Linked DNA regions of Pan troglodytes: region 1 is linked to region 2. Evidence: chromatin contacts called from public HiChIP or PLAC-seq data. All regions are on one chromosome and are shown on one strand. Each heading gives the region's core, a stretch centred on a gene start, on an enhancer-like site or on the middle of the called end of the contact. The rest is flanking DNA. Distances are from core to core; before and after follow the strand shown. Region 1 holds the start of TGFB2 (transforming growth factor beta 2). Region 2 holds the start of LYPLAL1 (lysophospholipase like 1).

Region 1 (6,221 bases), core at 2,763-5,262, 830 kb before region 2:
TTTTGTTAAGCACTTATCCATAGCGTTATGCTGTGTCCCAACTATTACCATATGTTCATTTATTTATATCAGTTACTAAATGCTATCTTAGTGGGTGAATTTCACCAGGGGCAAGAAACCAGAGGCTGCAGCTACAGGGATGACATAGCACAGGCCACTGTGAGACTGCCTCCCAAAGAAAGACTTTCCTGGAGAGCTAAAATTGTAGAGTTATGAGTGGCCCAAAAGCCACAAGCAGTAATCAATCAACTAATCATAATTCCAAAGGGTGAGATAATGTTCCCACAGTGTATCATTAGTGTGATGAGTTTATCTCTTTAAAGCCTCACAACCTGCTGATATGCTGTGGTTTTTCTTGGTCCTATCTCTTTATCATTTACCACCTCTGATCTCTTTAAACCCACCCTGTTTCCATTTTCCTCCCTGCCCATTGTTTCCTCATTTTTCCTTAACACTTCTTCCTTAGATTAACCTTTAAATACAAATGGAAATAATAATCGGATTATTTTTTGTAAGGAAACCACCTTTCTATTTCATTATTCATAACTAGAATAATGAAATAAAGCTGTTTATAGAAATGCATCTAGAACATGAGACAAAATTGATATAGACCAAACATTGTTCTTGAATAGTGGTATCAAATATAAAATTATAAATAAAATCTTAAAAGACTTTTGGTGTATTTTCATATTAAAGGGTTATTTTGCATTTATCAAGTATCACTATTTGGGGGAAAATGTAATCAATTACCGTCGTTCCATGTATTTCTTTTTTTCACCTCCTGATTTTTCATGCTTGAAACCGTTCTGGAAAGCTTCCAGAATTGTTACAAATGAAGTTATGCTTTGGTCAATGTTAGTAAGGACCTATGATCCATAGGCGTAAAACTCCAGGACAGGGATGAGTAGTTTTGTTTTCTTCAGCCTCTTGTAGAAATCCCACATTACTTAAGTGAATAGACACATTGATGAGTGGAGAATGGCTAAGAGTGGAAACAGCTCCACTCTCTACCTCTGTAATTTCAAAACAAAAGATTCCATTTGAGGGCTTTAATAAGAGACTTTAATCATGAATGCTTAACTGAACTTTGATAGTCATTTAGCATTTTATTCACCAAAAGTGTATTTTCTTGTCCTTCCCTCCTATAATTACTGGGGGCAAAATACCATAATATTTACAATGTGCCTACAGAAACTACTAGGAGGCAGAACTAGAAGCAAATTCTTCTTGGGTTCTTTCCTGGCTTTTCAGAGAGAGAGAGAGAGAAAGAGAGAGAGAGAGAGAGAGAGAGAAGGCCAGATATTTTTATTATAAATTCCTTGACAGAAATAAAGACATGATAGGATAAGAAACTCACAGAGTCAGTGAGTAACTTGTTCAGGATCACAAAGCCAGAAAGTGACAGAAATCTGAACCCAAGAAACCATGACTGGAGCCTGCCCTTTAAACCACTGTGCTCTCCTGCCTCCTTGAAGTAATCAAGATGGGTGTATATCATTTAAATACCCTTTTACCATGAAGACTGTAGAGACCCCGGCACATAAGACCGCCATTAAATATAGAGATGAAAAGGCATTATAAGAGTCATTTAATAGAAGAAAGGATTCATTTACGGTTACCAGGGAGACAGCTCTAGCAATCTTGCCTGTTAGGTCTTCAAAGAACTGATCATTTGAGAGGTGGAAAGGGGCTCCTCCTCTCCTGCTATACTCACTTACTGCACTTACCCATTCCAGAAGCTTTTACCAATACCTCCCGTCTTACCCTCCTGGGCTTTGGGGAAATTAAAGTAGCCTCTTATGAATAAGTCAGTGGTCTCAGGTCTAAGGAGATGTTAAGTGAGCAATAGGTACTCAGTAAACTAAGTATTATGAACAAAAGTGTATATGTCTATGTCAGGAAGAGGGGTGGCCATCAGAATTTATGGCTTGCGCTGTTTTCCTAGAAGTGATGTAAACGAACTTTTGCTACTCTATCCACACTCTAGTCTGAATCTACTTAAGGTGCATCAGTGTCTGTACCAAGAAGGTTGTCTATAAACATGAAAGATGCTCACTGGCTTGTGGAAGCTGAACCTGTATCCTCAGCAAAATATGGTGATAGCTAATTCAGGTAACCAGCCATATTCCACAGCAGCATCTTCTCTCAGTAGCTCTGGTTTGGAGCTCCTGCTCTGTGTCTATAATGGCCACAGGTGTAAGAATATTCACTTTTTGTCCAATCTGTAGAGCTAGCCTACTGCAGTTCTCAAACTGAACTCAGAGGGAGGACCTAACTGGATGAAACTACTAGTCTGACAGTAGCGCCTCTTGATTATCTTTTTCTTGGGCTACTGGGATGGTAGCTTTGCTTCAACTCAAAACTGGTATCAAGGAAAGGAACCTGCTGGTGCTGATTTATACATAATTTTTAGAATTATTCAGAAGTGGGTTGGAACAATTATTTTATTCCAGAGTTTTTCAATGTGTGATAATGGAAAAAATTCTGTATTCAAGGGAGTTTGGAAAATGCTGGGTTAAAAGAGTGAAAAGGTTTTCTCTTCTACAGGAGTTTCAGAGCCTTTAACATGATAATGTTCCAGAATGAGGAATCTAAGAGGACAGGAGAGTACCCAGTATTTCCCAAACTTGTTTGACTCCAGAATTCCTGTTTGTCAGAACATATTCTGGAACCATTGTTTCTCAGAAGTACATAGTAGGTAAGAACATAGTGGATCCTGACTGCAAAAATCCAGCTCTACCACTTACTGTGGTCTCGAACAAAGTACTTCACTTCTTTGTACCTCCGTCTCCTCATCTGCCAAATATGGATAATAAGACCCACTTTATAGGTTCATAGTGAAGATTAAATGACCATACACAACACACATCAAATTACTAAGTGTAGTATATGTTAGCTATTATTATTTTATTTATTCAGTGCTCTACTAATAACCTAGGCCCCATACACAACTAAAGTATAAATTCCAAAAGTGATAGAAAGTTCTTTGTGACTTTTCTGAACTAAGGAACATCTGAAGTAGAGAACAGTATAGAGATCTTGGGTTTGGGAGTACATTCAACAGAGTTTCCAGTTTAAATCATCTGTCTGGTCAGTATGGCTGCAGAGTCATGCCGAAATGAAAATGTTGACTTTGAGTAACTAAAGGTAAAATAAAAGAAAAAGGGAAGGTGGAACAGTGGTAAGAGTTATTCTTTTATTCATCTAATTTAGACTTAGTTGAAATTGAAAATGTCAAGTTATGAGTAGTGTAAAACAGTAGACATCAAACACTTAAAATTCCAGCTTCCTGGATTAATGCTACGGAAAGAATGAAGTTGGTTGATAATGTTTAGCCTAGCAAGAAGGTGAAGAAGAAAGCCATACAAGAAGTGGCTTAGGCAGCAAATTATAAAGGTGACCATTCATTCAAATCAGTAAAACAAACAAGTATACCTTATTCTTTAGGTAAAATTGATGGATCTCTGTTTTCCAGCAGTTCACAAACCGAGGGGTATATTGTAAACAACAAACTAACAAAATAAATTCTGGGATGGCAACCTGTTAAGGTATCCCAGAAAATAAGAGGTAGGACATGAATTTAAAAGATTGGAAGGTATGTCTTCAGGACTGGCCTGGCCCTGAGTAGACTAGTGCTCCCTCCCATACGGGTGTGTGTGCACACATAAATACAGGAGGAAAGCCTTCCCTTCTAGAGCAAGTGATTCAGTTTGGGAGGCTGTGACTGAGCTACACTAAGTAAAAACGGGAGACTTGATTGTCCTTCGACAGACCTGTCCAAAATGACTAGAAAGTAAATACCGTAAATCACTGTTGTCAGGGCGCACATTCCACCTCCTTCCTCCCTTCCCCACAGCTGTCCTCATTTCCACACCCCCTCAACGGTTCGGGGAGAGCTCGTGGTCTAAGTAACGAGAGGACTTCTGACTGTAATCCTAGCACGTCACTTTGTTGAAGGCAGACACGTGGTTCAGAGAGAACTTATAAATCTCTCCTCCCCGGCAAGATCGTGATGTTATCTGCTGGCAGCAGAAGGTTCGCTCCGAGCGGAGCTCCAGAAGCTCCTGACAAGAGAGAGACAGATTGAGATAGAGATAGAAAGAGAAAGAGAGAAAGAGACAGCAGAGCGAGAGCGCAAGTGAAAGAGGCAGGGGAGGGAGGGATGGAGAATATTAGCCTAACGGTCTAGGGAGTCATCCAGGAACAAACTGAGGGGCTGCCCGGCTGCAGACAGGAGGAGACAGAGAGGATCTATTTTAGGGTGGCAAGTGCCTACCTACCCTAAGCGAGCAATTCCACGTTGGGGAGAAGCCAGCAGAGGTTGGGAAAGGGTGGGAGTCCAAGGGAGCCCCTGCGCAACCCCCTCAGGAATAAAACTCCCCAGCCAGGGTGTCGCAAGGGCTGCCGCTGTGATCCGCAGGGGGTGAACGCAACCGCGACGGCTGATCGTCTGTGGCTGGGTTGGCGTTTGGAGCAAGAGAAGGAGGAGCAGGAGAAGGAGGGAGCTGGAGGCTGGAAGCGTTTGCAAGCGGCGGCGGCAGCAACGTGGAGTAACCAAGCGGGTCAGCGCGCGCCCGCCAGGGTGTAGGCCACGGCGCGCAGCTCCCAGAGCAGGATCCGCGCCGCCTCAGCAGCCTCTGCGGCCCCTGCGGCACCCGACCGAGTCCCGAGCGCCCTGCGAAGCGCACCCTCCTCCCCGCGGCGCGCTGGGCTCGCCCCCAGCGCGCGCACACACACACACACACACGCACGCACACACGTGTGCGCTTCTCTGCTCCGGAGCTGCTGCTGCTCCTGCTCTCAGCGCCGCAGTGGAAGGCAGGACCGAACCGCTCCTTCTTTAAATATATAAATTTCAGCCCAGGTCAGCCTCGGCGGCCCCCCTCACCGCGCTCTCGGCGCCCCTCCCGTCAGTTCGCCAGCTGCCAGCCCCGGGACCTTTTCATCTCTTCCCTTTTGGCCGGAGGAGCCGAGTTCAGATCCGCCACTCCGCACCCGAGACTGACACACTGAACTCCATTTCCTCCTCTTAAATTTATTTCTACTTAATAGCCACTCGTCTCTTTTTTTCCCCATCTCATTGCTCCAAGAATTTTTTTTTTCTTACTCTCCAAAGTCAGGGTTCCCTCTGCCCGTCCCGTATTAATATTTCCACTTTTGGAACTACTGGCCTTTTCTTTTTAAAGGAATCAAGCAGGATACGTTTTTCTGTTGGGCATTGACTAGATTGTTTGCAAAAGTTTCGCATCAAAAACAAACAACAACAAAAAAAAACCAAACAACTCTCCTTGATCTATACTTTGAGAATTGTTGATTTCTTTTTTTTTTATTCTGACTTTTAAAAACAACTTTTTTTTCCACTTTTTAAAAAAATGCACTACTGTGTGCTGAGCGCTTTTCTGATCCTGCATCTGGTCACGGTCGCGCTCAGCCTGTCTACCTGCAGCACACTCGATATGGACCAGTTCATGCGCAAGAGGATCGAGGCGATCCGCGGGCAGATCCTGAGCAAGCTGAAGCTCACCAGTCCCCCAGAAGACTATCCTGAGCCCGAGGAAGTCCCCCCGGAGGTGATTTCCATCTACAACAGCACCAGGGACTTGCTCCAGGAGAAGGCGAGCCGGAGGGCGGCCGCCTGCGAGCGCGAGAGGAGCGACGAAGAGTACTACGCCAAGGAGGTTTACAAAATAGACATGCCGCCCTTCTTCCCCTCCGAAAGTAAGTACTCATTTTGACTTCCATCCCCTGAGGTTTAGCTCTGCCCGGAGCTCTCAAAACCGCAGCAGCTCCCGGGATCGCCCTTCCCTCTCGCGGTTCCCGTTCGCTCTTTTCCCGTTCTCCTGTCCTTCACCCCATCCACCTCCTTTTCAGTTGTATGCCTGAGGCCATCAGGCTTTAAAATGTTTGCTTTCTACTTTATTTTCTCCATCTTTCCCTTCCCCCTAACAATTCGGTGCTTTAAAAGGCGTTATTCTCTTTTTCTCTTCCCTGAAGTTCTTTAGTCGGCCACCAGCTAGGAGTCAGCCCCACTCTGTCAAACTAGAGGTGCTCCCAGGGGCAGAGTTAAACTGAGGAATCTTGGTAGGTTTGTTTTCTTTGCTCCGATTGGCGTGGAGCGCGCCGAACTGGTGCACGAAGGGTTTAAAAAAAGTGTCTCAAAACTAGCCTCTCCGGAAGGCGCCCCCTTTCCGTGCTGACCTATCAGCTGGTTCCCCAAGCCT
Region 2 (5,480 bases), core at 1,964-4,463:
TGTGTCTCAGCCACCGGAGTAGCTGGGATTACAGGCATGCGCCACGATGCTCGGCTAAGTTTTTTTGTATTTTTAGTACAGATGGGGTTTCGCCATGTTGGCCAGGCTGGTCTTAAACTCCTGGCCTGAAGTGAACCGCCTGCCTTGGCCTCCCAAAGTGCTGGGATTACAGTAAGCCACTGCACCCAGGCAAAATATACCAATCTTAATGGCTGAACTTTCAATTGCTTTTCTGTTTTGAAAACTAAGTGTGGCCTAAAGCATTTCTCAACACACTGAAGAACAGTAAACTAAACTCCGACTTTGCCATTTATATCGTTAGATCCTAATTGATATTGAAACCCTGCAAAACAGGAGAACTTTTTCTTTTTCTTTTATTTTGTTTACTTGCTTTTTTAAGTTTAGAACTGAAGTTACCAAAAGGAGGTGCATATAGATTGGCAGAAAGCAAATGAGTAGCAACAAAAAATAATTAGGAGCTATATAAAGAGTAAAAGAATGAATGAATAGGAATCTTCCAGTGATAATATTCCCCCACCTTCAATAGGGCAAAAGATCCACCACAAAAGCAAATAGTCATCTTGAAACTTAATTACATTTCAAAGTAGTACAGTAACATGAAAGGAACAAAACATTTTTGTTCAACAGTTTGCCTACCAGATGGGATCTCTAAATATAGGTAATCTAAAACCTTTGCTTGTCCTATAAACAAATAAAGATGAAAGGAATAGCAACAATAGCTAAGCATTTAAATCACTGGAAATAAAATAGCACTTTGGTTAAGTGTGGAAGAATCTGGCTCATTCTAATAATGAATCTGGGAAGGCTGGAGTTCTCAGTGAAATTCAGAATACAGAAGGTTGCTTCTGGTATTTACCACCTGCTTATCTACCTGTTTAAACTGGTAGAATAGTCGGAAGAACGAATCAGGAACTAATAGCAGTAGACTTGGGAAAAACTAAAGAAGCACAGGAACACCTAATAAATAGAGACTCTAAAGGGCCACAATACAAATTCCAGACTTTTGTTTTTGAAATAAGAGTTGGGACATGCCCTTGCTTTACTTCTGTGCACTCATGTGTAAATGTGGGTAATAGTTAAGAACCTATGCTCTAGAGTCAAGCCCAGCATGTGAATCCAGGTTCTACAACTGACTGGCACTATGACTTTGAGCCAGGTTCCTTACCTCTTTGAGCCTCATTGACAAAAGCAGATAGTAATAGTACTGAGTTTTATTGGAATTAATTTATGACAGTTTTTGGCACCTACTGAATCCCATGAATATTAGTTGCTTATTATTATTAATAATCATTACTCTTAAATAATTATATTCTGATTTTTTGCTGTCTCAAAAGCATGGGGTGGTGTACAGTAAGATTTTCAGGTAGTAAATGGAGTTCTAAGAGTAGAACTTAAAGCCTTCCCTGTATATCTCCAAGTGGTCTTTCCTAGTAGCACTGCCCTCTTCTCACCTGGCTAGGGAAGGTTATCTAGAACTCATATGGGGAAGGCAGGTCAAAAGACAGAGGTTTTTCTTTTAAGAATTGGCTATCAGAGCTCAGCCTACCCTAGTTTGTCCTCCTCAGGGACTTCACTTATACAACTCTCTGCTGCAGATCTATGGGCTTTGGAGAAATGACTCAGAATTTCTTTTTGATTTGGTTAACTAATGGCATGTAGGACCATTCTGGTTGATGGTATTGTTATTAATATAACACCATGATAGCTTAGAGCTGATTTTAGCAACTAATGTTGATAGTAAACAGTTTACTTACCTGGAAGTAGGGTGATTACCTGGAACAAATAAAAGGTAAGTTGTAATTGCTAAAATGTAATGCAGACTACAATGAATGGAAGGCCAGTGTTTAATGGTACTTAAGCTTTTACTGGGTTATTTTGTTGAATTTTACATGAGGCAAGAGCAACCTGCTGGGGCCACTGCCTTCAGTATTAAAAGATACCTATGTTTTGGCCTTTATAGAGGAAATAATTCCATTTCTTAGTATTTTTAAAATTATGGTAAAATACACATAAAATTTACTAAGTGTACAGTTCACTGGCAGTTATTAACACTGTTGTACAACCATCATCACTGTCCATTTTTAAAAATGTTTCACTATCTAAGCAGAAACTCTTGTACTCATTAAACAACAACCTCCCAACTCCCTCTTCCCTTAGGCCCTGGTAACCTCTAATTTCACTTTCTGTCCCTATGCATTTGCCAATTCTAGATATCTCATGTAAGTGGAATCATACAATTATTTGTCCTTTTGTGTCTGGCTTACTTCACTCGGCATAATGTTTTCAAGGTTCATCCATGTTGTAGCATGTATCCGAATCACATTCTTTTTACAGGCTGAATAATATTCCATTCCAATATGTACATAGCACATTTTGTTCATCTCTCCATCTGTAGGTGAACATTTGAGTTGTTTCCACCTTTTGGTACTTGTGAATAATGCTGCTATAGAACACTGAAGTACAAGTATTTGTTTGAGTCCCTGCTTTCATCTCTTTTGGGTATATACCTAGGAGTGGAACTGCTAGATCCTATGCTAACTCAATGTTTAACTTGTTGAGGAGCCACCAAATTATTTCTATTGCCGCAACATCATTTTACATTCCCATCAGCTATGCACAAGGTTTCTAATTTCTACACATCTTCACCAATACTTATTTTCTGTTTTTTTGATAAGAGCCATTCTAATGGTTATATAAAGCAGAATCTCATTAAATTAGATTTGCTTTGTGAACTATTTATTAAAAATAAGAGACACGAAGAGAACTTATTATTATATGCTTTGCTTACCCTGTATATCAAGAGCTGCAAACATCCTGTGCGAGTCCCAAAGTGAAAGGTAAAATATGGTTCTATCTATTAAATTTTAAACATAGTAACACTAATATTTCTCCAAATAAGGTAATCTTGAGTTTTGGGAATGCATTTAAAATTCCTACAGCAAATGCTCAGGATATAAACATATCCATTAGTCATTACAGAAGTCCACACGAGGCTGACACACGTAGAATACCATTATTAGCAAAACTAAACTCAGTACAGTTACAACTGCCTCAAACTTGACCCCAAAGTATTGAAAGCTCCTCAGAGAGCGGGCCAGCAGCGCTGCGCATGCGCGCTCCCAGGCGCGCTCCCGCGCGTGCCTGCGTATTTGCGTGCGCGGCCCCGCGCGGCAACGCAGGGGCGGAACCGCATGACTGGCAGTGGTATCAGCGATGGCGGCTGCGTCGGGGTCGGTTCTGCAGCGCTGTATCGTGTCGCCGGCAGGGAGGCATAGCGCCTCTCTGATCTTCCTGCATGGCTCAGGTGGATTTCAATTTTACGTCCTGGTTTTCTACAGCTCGGGAAACATCCTCCCCTCGGTTACCCCAGTATTGCCCAAGTGGAGGTGTCGCCGGGCCCAAATAGGGCCCAGTGGGTGGCTCCCCCGTCGCCAGCCCCGGCTGTAGATGCACGGGCAGCGCCACCTGCCCCCAGCCTCCCCAGTTAGTCTTCCTCTTTCTATCGGGCGGTCACTGGTCCACCACCCTCGCTTTGGGGCCTTGTGTCCCGCCGCTCAGCCAGCCCTCCATCCCCACAACACACCTCCCCATTCCTCGCCCCAAGTTTAAACAGAGCAAGTTAGTAAGGTAAGTCTTCTGCTAGGGGGAAATTGTTTAGTGTTTTTCATTATCAGCTACTAGTGATTTTTCAGTCGTAATTGCCCATTGCTTTTTCCAGGCTCCCATACTAATGTAGACAATTGAGATTCACAGTTAACTTAGATACTGTTTACAGATTATCTCTTTTCTGTAAGCCACTGTGCCATGGCTGGAGTGCTTTCTCTCACTTTCCTTTTTGCTGCTTCTCTTTCCTTCCTTTCCCTTTCCCGCCTGTGTCATTAAACTTCCAAGATAGACTACAGGGGCAGGACCCCCAGGGACAGGCATCTTCCACTGCCTGCCCTTAGTAACGTGTGCTTAATGCTGTATCGTTACTTAACACTCATCTGTAATCACTTTTGTCTGTCTTCCCCACTGGATTGTGAGCTTCCCACTGGATTATGAGAGTAAGGGCCCTTGTGTCAACCTTTGCACCCCCAGTGCTTGGCCCAGGGTAAGCTCTCAGGAAATGTTTTTTAAAGAAATGAGATGCAGCCGGTGTCCTCAGGGGGCCTACCTAAAGTTAAAAACAAAAACAATCCAATTAGTTTGAGTCAGCAGTGCATGGAAGATCACAAGACAGTGCATGGTTTCCTGCCAAGTGAATTGTAAGAGAAAAAAATGTGGTTAGGCATTATTAAGGCATTTGGAAGATGAAAAGCTTGTCAGACTTTTCGAAGAAAGTGGTCTTTGAGCCGAGACGGGTAGGCTTAAATGGGACGGTGATTGGAAGGGAATTGGAAAGGTACTGGGCAGAGACCTGGAAAAGGGCAATTGTGGGAGGTATTCTCTTTATTTTGAAAATGAGGCCAGACAGGTTCAGCAGCTTGGCCAAGGTCTCTTAGCTGTTACTGTGAGTAGTGGCGGATTTGGGATTAGAACCCAAAGCTCTTCGACCTCAAACTCAGGGCTTTGGTGGGGTAAGGTGAAAAAGTTCGAACTAGGATATATTGTTTTGGAGATAGGGAAGAAGAGGTCCAATAGTGTTTAAAGGGAAAGACTTGGCATATATTTAGAAGGTGACGTGTGTAAGATGACAGCGGTACTTAATAACTAGGAGACTGGTAGTACTATTTAGGGCTCCAAGAGTGTTCATTTATAAGTACCCAGAAATTCCCCAACACTGTACCCTTTCTCATAATCAATTCTCATTATCTTTAGGAAGAACTCCTAGACTATGTTCTTTTTTCCCCTGGACCTCTTTGCTTAAAATAACTATCCTTTTTTTGAATTTCAGATTACATTTTTATAACCTGTAAGGGTATGTCTCTAAAATTCAGAGTCATGTATGTATGTATTTTTTCCTTTGTACTTTGAACCAAGAATTTATTCAAAGAATTCTGCCAAGTATGCGAGTATAATGTGATTCCTATATATTTAAATCTCCACTGAAGTAAATAAAACCTTATTGGGAGTAGGTCTTTATCATCTTTATCATTGGGAGTAGGTCTTTATCATCCAGTAGGTCTTTAGCAGCTAGTGATTTTACATTCGACTTTAATGTATGTGGTTATGTTATAGGAGATGTTTGGTTTCTGCTTAACTAGAATATGGGCAAACCAATTCTGTTTTATCACACTCAGTTTTGCCATACTGTTAACCAGTTTTAACAGTTTTACTATGGAATAAGGTACTAGCTTTTTAAAAAGTGGACATTGTGAATGGATAGATGTTGTTTTGCAGCTGCATTCTTACTCTTCGAGGCTGAAAAAATGTTATTAAAGACAGATTTTGTGTTTTCAAATAAAAAACCTTAAAAGCTTGAGATTTTCTTCTAGGAGATAGCAGCCATAGAAGAACATATGGGAGTGTAAATTATA

Evidence for each region. HiChIP or PLAC-seq counts read pairs in DNA pulled down with a chosen protein or histone mark.
Region 1: a contact with region 2 is called in an H3K4me3 HiChIP or PLAC-seq map of stem cell-derived excitatory neurons, with 12 times the contacts expected there. The contact joins the promoter of TGFB2 here to the promoter of LYPLAL1 in region 2. A contact is called at or near these places in 1 of 7 Hi-C or Micro-C datasets (stem cell-derived neural progenitor cells) and 1 of 1 datasets of contacts at active chromatin or transcription factors (stem cell-derived excitatory neurons).

The regions. Positions count from the first base shown.
Region 1 is chr1:30,769,541-30,775,761 of NHGRI_mPanTro3-v2.0_pri, reverse strand. TGFB2 (transforming growth factor beta 2) reads left to right here and starts at 4,012. Exons shown (of 7, transcript XM_514203.9): 1 at 4,012-5,718. The coding sequence starts at 5,373.
Region 2 is chr1:29,937,310-29,942,789 of NHGRI_mPanTro3-v2.0_pri, reverse strand. LYPLAL1 (lysophospholipase like 1) reads left to right here and starts at 3,213. Exons shown (of 8, transcript NM_001246375.1): 1 at 3,213-3,325. The coding sequence starts at 3,235. It overlaps LOC107970220 (a long non-coding RNA gene), which reads right to left and starts at 3,142. Exons shown (of 7, transcript XR_008537318.2): 1 at 2,810-3,142.